Linked DNA regions of Mus musculus: region 1 is linked to region 2. A link is a contact called in public promoter capture Hi-C data. All regions are on one chromosome and are shown on one strand. The core of a region is the stretch at or near the end of the contact, and the rest is flanking DNA. Distances in the headings are between cores, read along the strand shown. Region 1 holds the start of Apoa1 (apolipoprotein A-I). Region 2 overlaps Sik3 (SIK family kinase 3).

Region 1 (5,568 bases), core at 2,004-4,503, 53 kb after region 2:
AGAAGCTTTGGTGTATCAATGTTATTCATTTAGTAAATGTTTGGTGTCTCTGGTGCCAGTCCCACTAAAGGACAGAGTCCTTGCACTGCCCTGTGCAGGTGATCTGTGCTGAGACAGAAGTTGTGAAATGGGCTACATTCGCTGCTGCTGAAGCTACCAGCACTCCCGGGATCCCAGGCCAGCACTTGCTGGTCCAATCCAGGAGTCACTTTGGAGGTTCCCAAGATGAGGGGGTGAAGGGTAGTGAGAGAAATGCCAATGATAGGCACTATCTTCACTCCCTGGTCACCCAACACCTCTAACAGCAGCCAACCTGTCTCAATCTGTGATGAGCCCATTTGACTCTTGATCTGTCCAGAAAGACTTCCTGTTCAGAACAGTAAGTAGCTATTTAGACTAGTTTAAACCAAATGTCTCCTGATAAAGTAAGTCACTAGCAAGTAAGTATGGGGTGTGGGGGAGGGAGCATGGAGCATACACCTATAACCTTAGCATAGAAAGCCAAGGCAGGAGGATTACCACAAGTTTGAGACCAGCCTGGACTATATACCAAGACAGGAGCACACTTATTGCTCAGTCAGGTTGTCCCAGAGTCGTCTACCGTGATGTCATGGATTCCAGTCCCCAAGCCATGTCCCTGGAGAGAGTACAAAGGCTTTGGAAGTGAAGAAATCACCATCAGAGAACTAGAGGCCGGACCCGATCCCTAGCCCCTTGGGCACTGTCTCAAAGCTGGGGGGCAAGAATGTTCTTAGCATCTCTGAGCTGCCGTTTTTTCTGACAGGCAAACTACCAAGGGGGTGAACATGGCGTCCAGCCTTACAGGGGTGTCTCAAGTTTACTTTAAATGAGTTGCGGAGCAAATGTTAGGTTCAATTAGGATTAGCCAGCACGGTTTCAGTAACGAGCCAGAAAGAAAGATAGGACTGTGGGAAGCATCCTGGAAACCAACAGACACCCCCACCCCCACCCCACCCCCAAAAGACCTAAAAAACTACTCCTGTGGAGGCCACCTCCCTCTGAGTGCTCCCACAGCCCTCGGGGGCTGGTTTCAACCTGGAAAAGATGTCCTGCATCACAGCACCTGCAAGCCAGACACCTGCCTTACCCCATTTTTGCTGCCAGCAACTGGGGTCACAGGCTATGGCCTAGTAACAGAATGTGTTCGTGGCAGTGACCTCAGGAGTCTGGGATGCAGAACACTTGCCATTTGCTGTTGGTCACCTTTCAGCAGTTTTGCTTGAAATGTGTTCAGACTTCACAGACAACACAACACAAATAAAACTCTGGAGTTCAGAAGCTCAAATCATGGCTAAAAGCATGGGATTGTCAGAGTGATATTCTGTCTGAAAACTCTTTCATTCAGAGAAAACCTGCATTTTCTCTTCTCTCTTCCAGCACCCATGGATGGGTAGCCGAAACCCGCTTGGCTCATCTGCACACTCAGATTGCTTGGTCTCTATTTCTGTTCTCAAGTTTCTCCATGGTTTTGGCCCTTCTGCCTCCTCTAGCATATTGAGAGACCCTTGTGATTACTGTGCCCTCTGGATATCCCAGGCTACCCTTGAGTTCAAGTCCCCTAATCACATTTGCCATGTTAGACACCACGCACAGGTTCCTGGACTTAGTAAGTGCACACACATCTTTTCCATTTTGCTTCCCATACAGTGACTGGGATCATAAGGAAGCTGTGGCATGCTCTGTCATTATCTTTCCTTAGCAGATAAGAGACCCAGGGACGGAGAGGTTATGTAACCTGTCCGGGTCACCTGGAGAATAAGTTGCAGATCCCAGAACCAAGGTTCTCTCTGGTTGCAAAGCCTCCTGGGATGGGAGCAGCCTGGAATCCCAGCCACTCCCTGAACTGGTAGACAGATTCCAAGCTGGTTTCTAGGGAGTTGGGGAGTTTCCTAGGGAGATGGGCAGAGTACATTCCTGCCCTGGGTCCCAAATGCAGAGACCTGGGCGCAAGGTCCATCCTTGCCTCTAAGGCTGAGAGATAAAGGACACAGCAAATTCCTTCCACTCTCAACAGGCCCTTATCTAGAAGGAAGTTCATGGTAGAACCTCAAATAGATGGTCTCAAAAGTTCCTCTTAGCTTGAAAACTCACTTTCCATAATGGGATTTTAGAGATGATCTGTGGTTTTTGTTTGTTTGTTTGTTTTGTTTTGTTTTGTTTTGTTTTTAGATATTCTCATATAGCCCAGGCTGACTTCAAACTTGCTATATGGGCAAGGCTGTGGTTTTGAACTCTCAACCCTCTGACCTTCCAAGTGCAAAAACTGGCCACCGTACTCAGCCCACTCTACACAGCTACCCAGCTCTCCCATCCTGGCAAGTGAGCCTAGGCCCTCACCACTCTGGGAAGACATATCGTCACTGAACTACATGACCCCTTTTAGTGGTCATGGTATATGGTGAGGTTTTCTCTGGAAGGGAGGCTGAATAACAGCATCTACACATAACAAAAACATTGGCAACTGGGGCTGGAGAGATGGCTCAGCGGTTTAAGACCACTAGCTGCTCTTCCAGAGGTCCTGAGTTCAATTCCCAGAAACCATATGGTGGCTCACAACCATCTGTAAAGGAATCTGATTCCATCTTCTGGTGTGTCTGAAGACAGAGCGCTCATGTACCTAAGATAAGGAAGAAAGGAAGGGAGGGAAGGAGGGAGGGAGACAAGGAAGGAGCTAACAACTCCATGTTGGCCTCTGTCATTTCTTCTGAAGCATCAGAGGGGTCTTCATCCTCAGCTTGGGGATATGAGCCTGTCTGCATCTCACTCAGGCTGACACCTCAGTTGTTTTTGGATTTAGGGTTGGGAGGCTGGCTAAACATGTGGCATCTGGAAAGACAAATCCCCAAACCTGGGGGACCAGGGTGAGGTGAAAGGGGGAACCCCTTGGAAAGCAAAAAAAAAACTTTGGGGTGGGGCTGTGAGTGAAGGAGCCCACAATTCCTCCCTCCCTCCCTTGTTCCAGGCTCAGAGGGCACTAGCAACACAGAGGAGTCCAGGAGTGGGCTCCATGAGACTATCTTGAAGAAGACATACACCTCGGGATGGTGCAACTGCCTTACCCCTGGGGACCCCTGGAGTCTGCAGCCACCCCCTGCTGCCCCCACCTGAACCCTTGATCCCAGCTCGGCAGCCCCCGCAGTTTCCTGTTTGCCCACTCTGTTTGCCCAGCCTCAGGAACAGAGCTGATCCTTGAACTCTAAGTTCCACATCGCCAGCAAAAGTAAGCAGTGGCAGGGCCAGGCTGAGCTTATCAGTCTCCCAGCCCAGCCCCTGCCCACACACATATATAGACCAGGGAAGAAGAGCTGGACACCCAGACTGTCGGAGAGCTCCGGGGAGGTAAGTGCTGCTACCTGCCTTCGGTGGCTCTGGCTCCATAGCGCCTCCCAGTTGATGCTCCACTGTCCAAATCAATACCGTGGATATCTCGCACCTTTAGCCATTCTAGCCAATGCTTCCATGGGCTTGAATTGTGTGTGGAGCCTTTCCATGACAATGCCTCCCTTCAGCCCAGCCCTCCTCCTCCTTCTTCTTCTTCAGGTCACCCACACCCTTCAGGATGAAAGCTGTGGTGCTGGCCGTGGCTCTGGTCTTCCTGACAGGTAGGTGCCTCTTGACCTGCGTGGGACTACCTTCCTGGGCACAGAGAACAGAATTCCCACTGTTCTCTTCCCTGACTCCGAGTCTAACCTAACATGGGTCTCCCCTCCATCCCCAGGGAGCCAGGCTTGGCACGTATGGCAGCAAGATGAACCCCAGTCCCAATGGGACAAAGTGAAGGATTTCGCTAATGTGTATGTGGATGCGGTCAAAGACAGCGGCAGAGACTATGTGTCCCAGTTTGAATCCTCCTCCTTGGGCCAACAGCTGAAGTAAGGAAAGACCTAGCGTGGGGCCTGGAGCAGGTCAAGGGCTGCCCATCCAGGGTGGGCAGAGAGACCAGTGAGAAGATGCTGGAACTGAGCTGGCTAGCCCTTCACGGGCTTTCCTACCAGCTGGGCACCATGGCAGGTTCCAGTGGAGGACTAGGGATGGGATTCATCTGGCTGTTGGGTAACCACAGCCCCTCATTCAGCCTATGAGTGCCAAATCCCTTTTCCTTGGTAACCCCCAGTACTGGTCAGACAGCACCCAAAACAAAACAAAACAAAACAAAAAACAAAAAACGGGACTGGCCTTGTAACCAGCACCGACCACATCTGTGTTCTTGGTGCCTTCCGCCATGTGTACAGAGGAATGTAAAGGGAAGGCAGTGAGTTAGAGGGTTGCATGTTCGGGGAAACTAGGACCATAGCAACTGCACATTAGGGGACAGGTGGCACCCAGCTATCATGTGCATGGATCTGCAGACCAGGGGCAGCGCATGATGCCTGGGCTCGTCTCTCAGCCGCTCTCTTCCCCCTCTAGCCTGAATCTCCTGGAAAACTGGGACACTCTGGGTTCAACCGTTAGTCAGCTGCAGGAACGGCTGGGCCCATTGACTCGGGACTTCTGGGATAACCTGGAGAAAGAAACAGATTGGGTGAGACAGGAGATGAACAAGGACCTAGAGGAAGTGAAACAGAAGGTGCAGCCCTACCTGGACGAATTCCAGAAGAAATGGAAAGAGGATGTGGAGCTCTACCGCCAGAAGGTGGCGCCTCTGGGCGCCGAGCTGCAGGAGAGCGCGCGCCAGAAGCTGCAGGAGCTGCAAGGGAGACTGTCCCCTGTGGCTGAGGAATTTCGCGACCGCATGCGCACACACGTAGACTCTCTGCGCACACAGCTAGCGCCCCACAGCGAACAGATGCGCGAGAGCCTGGCCCAGCGCCTGGCTGAGCTCAAGAGCAACCCTACCTTGAACGAGTACCACACCAGGGCCAAAACCCACCTGAAGACACTTGGCGAGAAAGCCAGACCTGCGCTGGAGGACCTGCGCCATAGTCTGATGCCCATGCTGGAGACGCTTAAGACCCAAGTCCAGAGTGTGATCGACAAGGCCAGCGAGACTCTGACTGCCCAGTGAGGTGCCCGCTTCCACTCCCCACCCCCGCATTGGCTTTCTTACAATAAACCTTTCCAAAATGGAATAGCTTCTTTCTTTGGGGGACATAGGGCGGGCGCTAAGGGGACATCAAGGGACGTGAGAACATGGTGCCGCACTGGGGATTCCTTTGTACGCGACTACTCAGCTCTTAACGCTCACTCAAGCTGGGCACCTGGCTGGTTCAGGGTATGAGACAGAATCCCTTCCTAAGAAGGCTCCAAGGGAAATGGATGGCCAGGCAAAGCAACAAGGAACCCCAAAAGGGCCCCACAGAGGCTCAGAACACTAGTGCTGTAAACCAGGATGAGAGTGTCTGGCAATAGGACTGGCTTTGAGACCGCTGGTTTCTTGTGCTAGCCGAGTTTCCAGGTGGGGTCCAGAGGGTGCAGGACGGGAGCCTCTTCCACTCCCTAGAGCCAGGATTCCTTCAGGAGCCAGGAAGATTGGAGTTATTGGGTGGGTGCTAATAAAAAGCCTGGAGCTGAACCCGATCTCGGTAAACAATTCCCTTTGATCTTTCC
Region 2 (5,506 bases), core at 1,002-3,501:
AGCAGAAACAGCAGCTCCTGAGCCCATGTGCCTTTGGAAGAGAAATCATAACTTTTTAGGTACAAAGTAACTGATCAAACCCTGGCTCTGTGCCTTGTTGTTGTTGCTGTTGTTGTAAATCTTGTTGATATTTCTGACCCAAGCCAGTGAGAATCCATCCTTGTTTTAGTCTTTGCTTTATTTTTGTTAGAGTTTTTCCTCCTGTGTTGGTTGATATTTAGTTTATTTCAGTTGTCTGTCCTATAAACAGTAAAGGCTGCTCACCCACGTCTTCCCGCCCCTGCTTCAACCACACATCCCAGGGTCCCCCTGCTACTTCACTAAACTGCCAACAGTTCTGAAAAATAGCCCTCTGCTTGAAGTGTGCAGAAGCTGCCCACAACGGTAAGCAGCTAAGAGAAACCAGAGCACATATTTCCTCCAACTCATTTTTTTTCCAGCCCCTCAAGTATTTGTTAGAGGGAGCTGAGTTTTCAAAATGAGTTCCAATGTTCCCGTGTGTTAATAATTTGAGGTTTCTCCTGCATGGATAATTTAAATGTTCAAAACCAACTCATGCTAAAGTTAAATGCACATTGAACTAGCCGTACTCCTAGCTTACCATATACATGGCAGTGATGGAGAGGGATGTGAGGTAAAGAGCCACTGGCAGGGAAGATGGCCACACAGTGCTAAGGAAACCTCGCTTTACAGTGATGCATTGTCAGGAAGGATGCTGGGCCTGCCCCTGCTAGGCTTGGAAACTTAAACTGCGTTTAAATCATCTTTCACAGCACCACCACAAGTGTCCCACTGCAGATTCTTGTTAGTGATGCCAGCGAGCCCTCCGCACTGAGCTGCCTGGGCTGACCTCAAACTTCGAGTCCTCCTGACTTAGCCTCACCTAGCCGGGGTTACAGGCTTGTGCCATCAAGTCTAGGGTCTGTTAGGATTTTTAACAACCTATCCTACTTGCTTATGAAGAGTTTGGACAATTTTGCTCACTGTGTGCAGACTGTGAGGTGTAATTGGACATTGAAAAGATTGGTGGTATATTCTTCTAGTCCTAGCACTCAGAAAGTCAAGGCAAGAGGATTCTGAGTTAGAGACCAGCCTGAACTACAAGATTTCCTTCAGCTTAGGCTGCCTGTGTGGCCATAGGGAGACTCTCCAGCAAGCCATCAATTGGTATGGCTTCCAGCTGATCCATGGGCATGGCTTCCAATGTGTTCTCCTTCAGAAGCAGCATCTGCTGTTTGTTTTTGAGACATGATCTGACTGTGAAGTCCTGGATGGCCTGGAACCCATAATGGAGACCAAGCTGACCTCAAATCCACAGATAACCAATCTTCCTCTGCCTCCAGAATGCTGGGATTAAAGGCATGAGTTACCATGCCGGTCCATAAGCACTATTTCTTACACACTCACTGTGCTCGAAGAAATGCTAAGTATCATGAAAGCCAGGAAAGAATAGTAGCCTTTTTTAAACATGAATGCTACTCTCCCACCCTCCCATCTCTTCGGCCCCTTTCATGTCCCCCCACTCCTTCTCAACTTATCTCCTCTTTGTACCGGTGTGTGTGTGTGTGTGTGTGTGTGTGTGTGAGAGAGAGAGAGAGAGAGAGAGAGAGAGAGAGAGAGAGTTACTTCTGACCACTTGGGATTGGATAACCCTTGGGGCCTCACCTCTGTCGAAGAGAAGACTGACTCTCCCTCTCTTGGTAGCTTTAATTACATGCAGCTCTTCATCTAGAGGTGGGGCCTTGTGAGATTCCCTCCATCCATGCATGATGGCGTGTCAGCTGTGTGTGTTGTCATTGGACAGGTCTCCTTCAGCAACTCTAATAAGTAGTTCTACAGAAACTACGGAGAAAGAATAGACTTCTCTAAGAGAGGTAGAGTGTTTTTAAAGCTGAAAGAATTACACACACAAGATAAAGAGTCACAGGGGAGTACAGAGAAAGGGGGAGGGGGATTGTCTTAGTCAGTACTCTATTTCTGTGAAGACACCATGACCACAGCACCTCTTATGAAGGAAAACATCTTGTTGGCTGGCTTCAGAGGTTTAGTCCATTAGCCTTAGGGCAGGAAGCATGGCAGAGCAGAGGCAGACATGCTGCTGGAGAAAGAGCTGAGAGTTTTACATCTTGATCCACAGGCAGCAGGAAGTTACAGTGACTTTGACTTCTGAGACCTCAAAGTCTCACCCCCTAGTAATGCACTTTCTCCAGCAAAACCACACCCATGCCAACGAGGCCACACCTCCTAATTGCATCACTCCCTATGGGCCTATGCAGGCAGTTTTTACTCAAACCACCACAGTGATCTAAGAGACTTCACAACAGGGTGTTTATTTCTGTTGACAAATGGCACTGTTTTGGCTGTATCAGACCCTGAACTAAACCCCTGGTGATCAGTAAGCTACTAGCTTCAGCAGCTTGGGTGAGAGAGGTTGGAGATAGAGGTTCTGGTAGGTGGCCATTGACGCAGCAGTGTGAGAAGGCACCAGTCAGTGTTCAGGAGCGACTGACACAGTAATTTAACTGGCTCATTTTTGTGAACCTTTCTATCGTATATCAAAGATTCTGTGAAAAGATGAGAACAAATAAACCTCTTTCCTCTCCACTCAGTAGTCAGTAGAAAGCTTGAACACATCATATAGCTAAGAACAATGTAAGGCAGAGTGGAGACTGGGATGTCAGAGAATAAACAAAAGGCTCTGACAACCAAAGGAAGCAACTGATATGGTATTTTCTGCTGGAAATCAGTTAAAGCTTCATACAGGAAGTAATATTTGACTGCACCTTGAAAACGGATGACATTTTAAAGGTGGGAGAGACAGGAACAGGCCTGGCACAGACAGGAAGTATATAAAGAAAGGCATATAAACACAGGATGTGGGCCCTCTAGTACTGAAGATTAGCCAGGGGTACTCAGGAGAGCTGGGTAGGGTGGGGCTGGCTGTGATGGAACTTAATGACAATGCTAAAATAGAGAGCTGCCTCTTTTTTTTTTTTTGAGCAAAGAGATAACAGGATCTGATTTTGTATGGCAGCCATTGAGCTCTGAGTGAATAGCTTAGGAGGTGTAAAAGGTAAGATTCTAAGCAAGAGGGGCTGGAGAGATGGCTTAGCAGTCCAGAACACTTGCTGCTTCATTGTGAGGACCAGAGTTCAAATCCCTGCACCTATGTGAGACAGCTCTCAAAGAGGCTGTAATGCCAAGAAATCCAGTTTCCTCCGCTGGCCTTTATGGGCACTCATACAAACTTGGGCATACACCCACATGTAAAAGTATTTTTTTATCCCCTGATGTAAATGTTGCTTCGGAGGCTATTGCCTCTGTCTGCTAACCTAGTCCTGGAAGCTTCTAGCCTCAGTACGACCTAATCTAGGCCTAGAGTGTTTTCAGCCCCTGAGACTTGCTGCTGAATAAGCTCACCCTTTCTAGTTCTTTCTGAGCTGTAGCGCAAACACTCTCCAAGCTGACTGATTCAATCTGGCTCCCCCGCCCCCTCCCTCCCTCTCCTGAGAGTTAGGCATATCCTGTTCTGTCAAATCATTCTCTGATTCATCACTGTGTCACTTTGCCACTCAATTTGACATCACTTTCCACATGGGCACTTCCTTCCACAAACTAAACTTAACCTTCATTGTTTGAGATTAAAGGTGTATACTAAGGGTGTGTCTGTGTCCATCCAGGTAGATTAAAGGTATGTGATGAGACTGAGCCACACCACAACTAGAAATAGGATTTTCCAGTAAATAACACAATCGCAGAGTTCACAGTGTGATCAGATATCCTGCAACACCCATACCCCCACACACATGATTTTTGTTTTAAGTTGACAGATGGAAACAACATGGGAACAAAGCCAGTGTATTTTCTTTTAAGATTTTATTTCTTTATTTTATATATATGATAAGTACACTGCAGCTGTCTTCCCACACACCTAAAGAGGGCATCAGATCCCATTACGGATGGTTGCGAGCCACCATGTAGTTGCTGGGAATTGAACTCAGGACCTCTGGAAGAGCAGTCAGTGCTCTTAACCTCTGAGCCATTTCTCCAGCCCCCAAAGCCAGTGTCTTTTGTAACAGAGCATGCAAAGATAGTCTTAACCAGCAGGTCCTCCGTGGGAGAATTCTCTGGCTAGTTAGAGAAATGCACAGGGCAGAAGGAGAAGGGCAAAAGAGTTGGAGAAGGGAAAGGGGCTCCAGGGAGGTAGGTATGTCGCCTTAAGATTGCTGCAGGGAATGGAAAAGGCAGGGAGAGTGCCAGGAGTTCAGGGCCAGCCAGGGAGGCTGGGGTGTCCTTGGGGTAGAGTCCATCAATTAAGAAGTTTTCCAGCATGGGTCTCCCCTCCTTCACCTTTCCTCTGTCCCTCCTCTCCCTTTTCCAGGTGCACATGAACAAGGCAGGTGACCCAGTCCCAGCGAGCTCAGATGGTTCACTGCCTACTTCCTAGATTTGCTCTTTCAGCCTGGTGACACAGCTCTGTGTTCCGCTAACCAGAGACCAGTGCCTGCTGGGATGCTGACATGAGTGTTGTTCCCTTGCTTCTCTAGACTTTGGCTTCAGCAACCTCTTCACTCCAGGGCAGCTGCTGAAGACGTGGTGTGGCAGCCCTCCCTATGCCGCCCCAGAGCTCTTCGAAGGGAAGGAATATGATGGGCCCAAAGTGGACATATGGGTGAGTATGTCCCGTCTTATCACCTGTCCCCTCTGCAGATGACAGCTGTCCTGTCATGTGGGAGTGCAGAGCACGTTCACCTGCACTTGCAACCCCAGTCTCCCCCAGCACCCAAGTCACATGAGCCTTGGCTTTCAACTACTCCCTTTGCACCTGCAGAGGACCCCTGTGAGGGCCTGAGCAGAAGATGGCTGTGGCAACAACAGAGATTACCTTTTCTTGAGAGGCTGGGTCTGAGAAATGTTTGGAATCTCACCCTAAATTCATGTCTGGAAGCAGAAATGTTACCTGCTCTGAAGACAATTGACTTTGACACTGACCCATATTATATCCTAAAAAGAGGACAAGTTGGTCCCATCATCTGCACATACACTAATGGTCTCTTTTGTTTCCTCCAATGCTATTAACCGTCCGTACTCTCTGTTTGGGCTACAGAGCCTTGGAGTTGTCCTCTATGTGCTGGTGTGTGGCGCCCTGCCGTTTGATGGGAGCACACTGCAGAATCTGCGGGCCCGCGTGCTGAGTGGCAAGTTCCGCATCCCGTTCTTTATGTCCACAGGTAAGGGACCCGCCAGCATAAAGCCATGACTGCATTCACGGAGAGGCAGGCATGTGGAGTAATTTCACAAGTGCAGTGATGCTGGGTCAGTGGCCATTTGGCTGCTCTCTAAGCTGCAGCTGCCTCAGCTCGTCCAGGAGGCAAGGTTCCTTAGGAGCGAAATAAGCCACCTGCTTTGGCTTGGGGATCGGGCTCTGCTCAGTATCAATTCATCTGAGCTGTTGTACCTCAGTCTAAGACGGCTAAGGCTTTGCACGGCCCCTGGCATACAGATT

Evidence for each region. Promoter capture Hi-C pulls out the DNA fragments that hold promoters and counts their contacts.
Region 1: a contact with region 2 is called in a promoter capture Hi-C map of macrophages, with 5 read pairs. The contact joins the promoter of Apoa1 here to the enhancer-like site in region 2. A contact is called at or near these places in 1 of 39 promoter capture datasets (macrophages), 5 of 484 Hi-C or Micro-C datasets (the AML12 cell line, embryonic stem cells and trophoblast stem cells), 7 of 115 datasets of contacts at active chromatin or transcription factors (double positive thymocytes, embryonic stem cells, heart atrium and 4 more) and 4 of 9 other capture datasets (adipose tissue, embryonic stem cells, liver and 1 more).

What each region holds. Positions count from the first base shown.
Region 1 is chr9:46,225,377-46,230,944 of GRCm38.p6, forward strand. Apoa1 (apolipoprotein A-I) reads left to right here and starts at 3,254. Exons shown (of 4, transcript NM_009692.4): 1 at 3,254-3,360; 2 at 3,562-3,623; 3 at 3,740-3,893; 4 at 4,429-5,093. The coding sequence starts at 3,581. The coding sequence ends at 5,026.
Region 2 is chr9:46,173,325-46,178,830 of GRCm38.p6, forward strand. Sik3 (SIK family kinase 3) reads left to right here. Exons shown (of 25, transcript NM_027498.3): 5 at 4,548-4,672; 6 at 5,108-5,231. Among named protein-coding and RNA genes, the nearest start is that of Apoa1, 53 kb to the right of the region's middle. Within about 2 kb of position 2,252, at least 183 of the 459 cell types and tissues checked have an H3K27ac peak or open chromatin away from gene starts, as enhancers often do. A contact at or near this core is called in adipose tissue, double positive thymocytes, embryonic stem cells and 3 more, where this site is marked.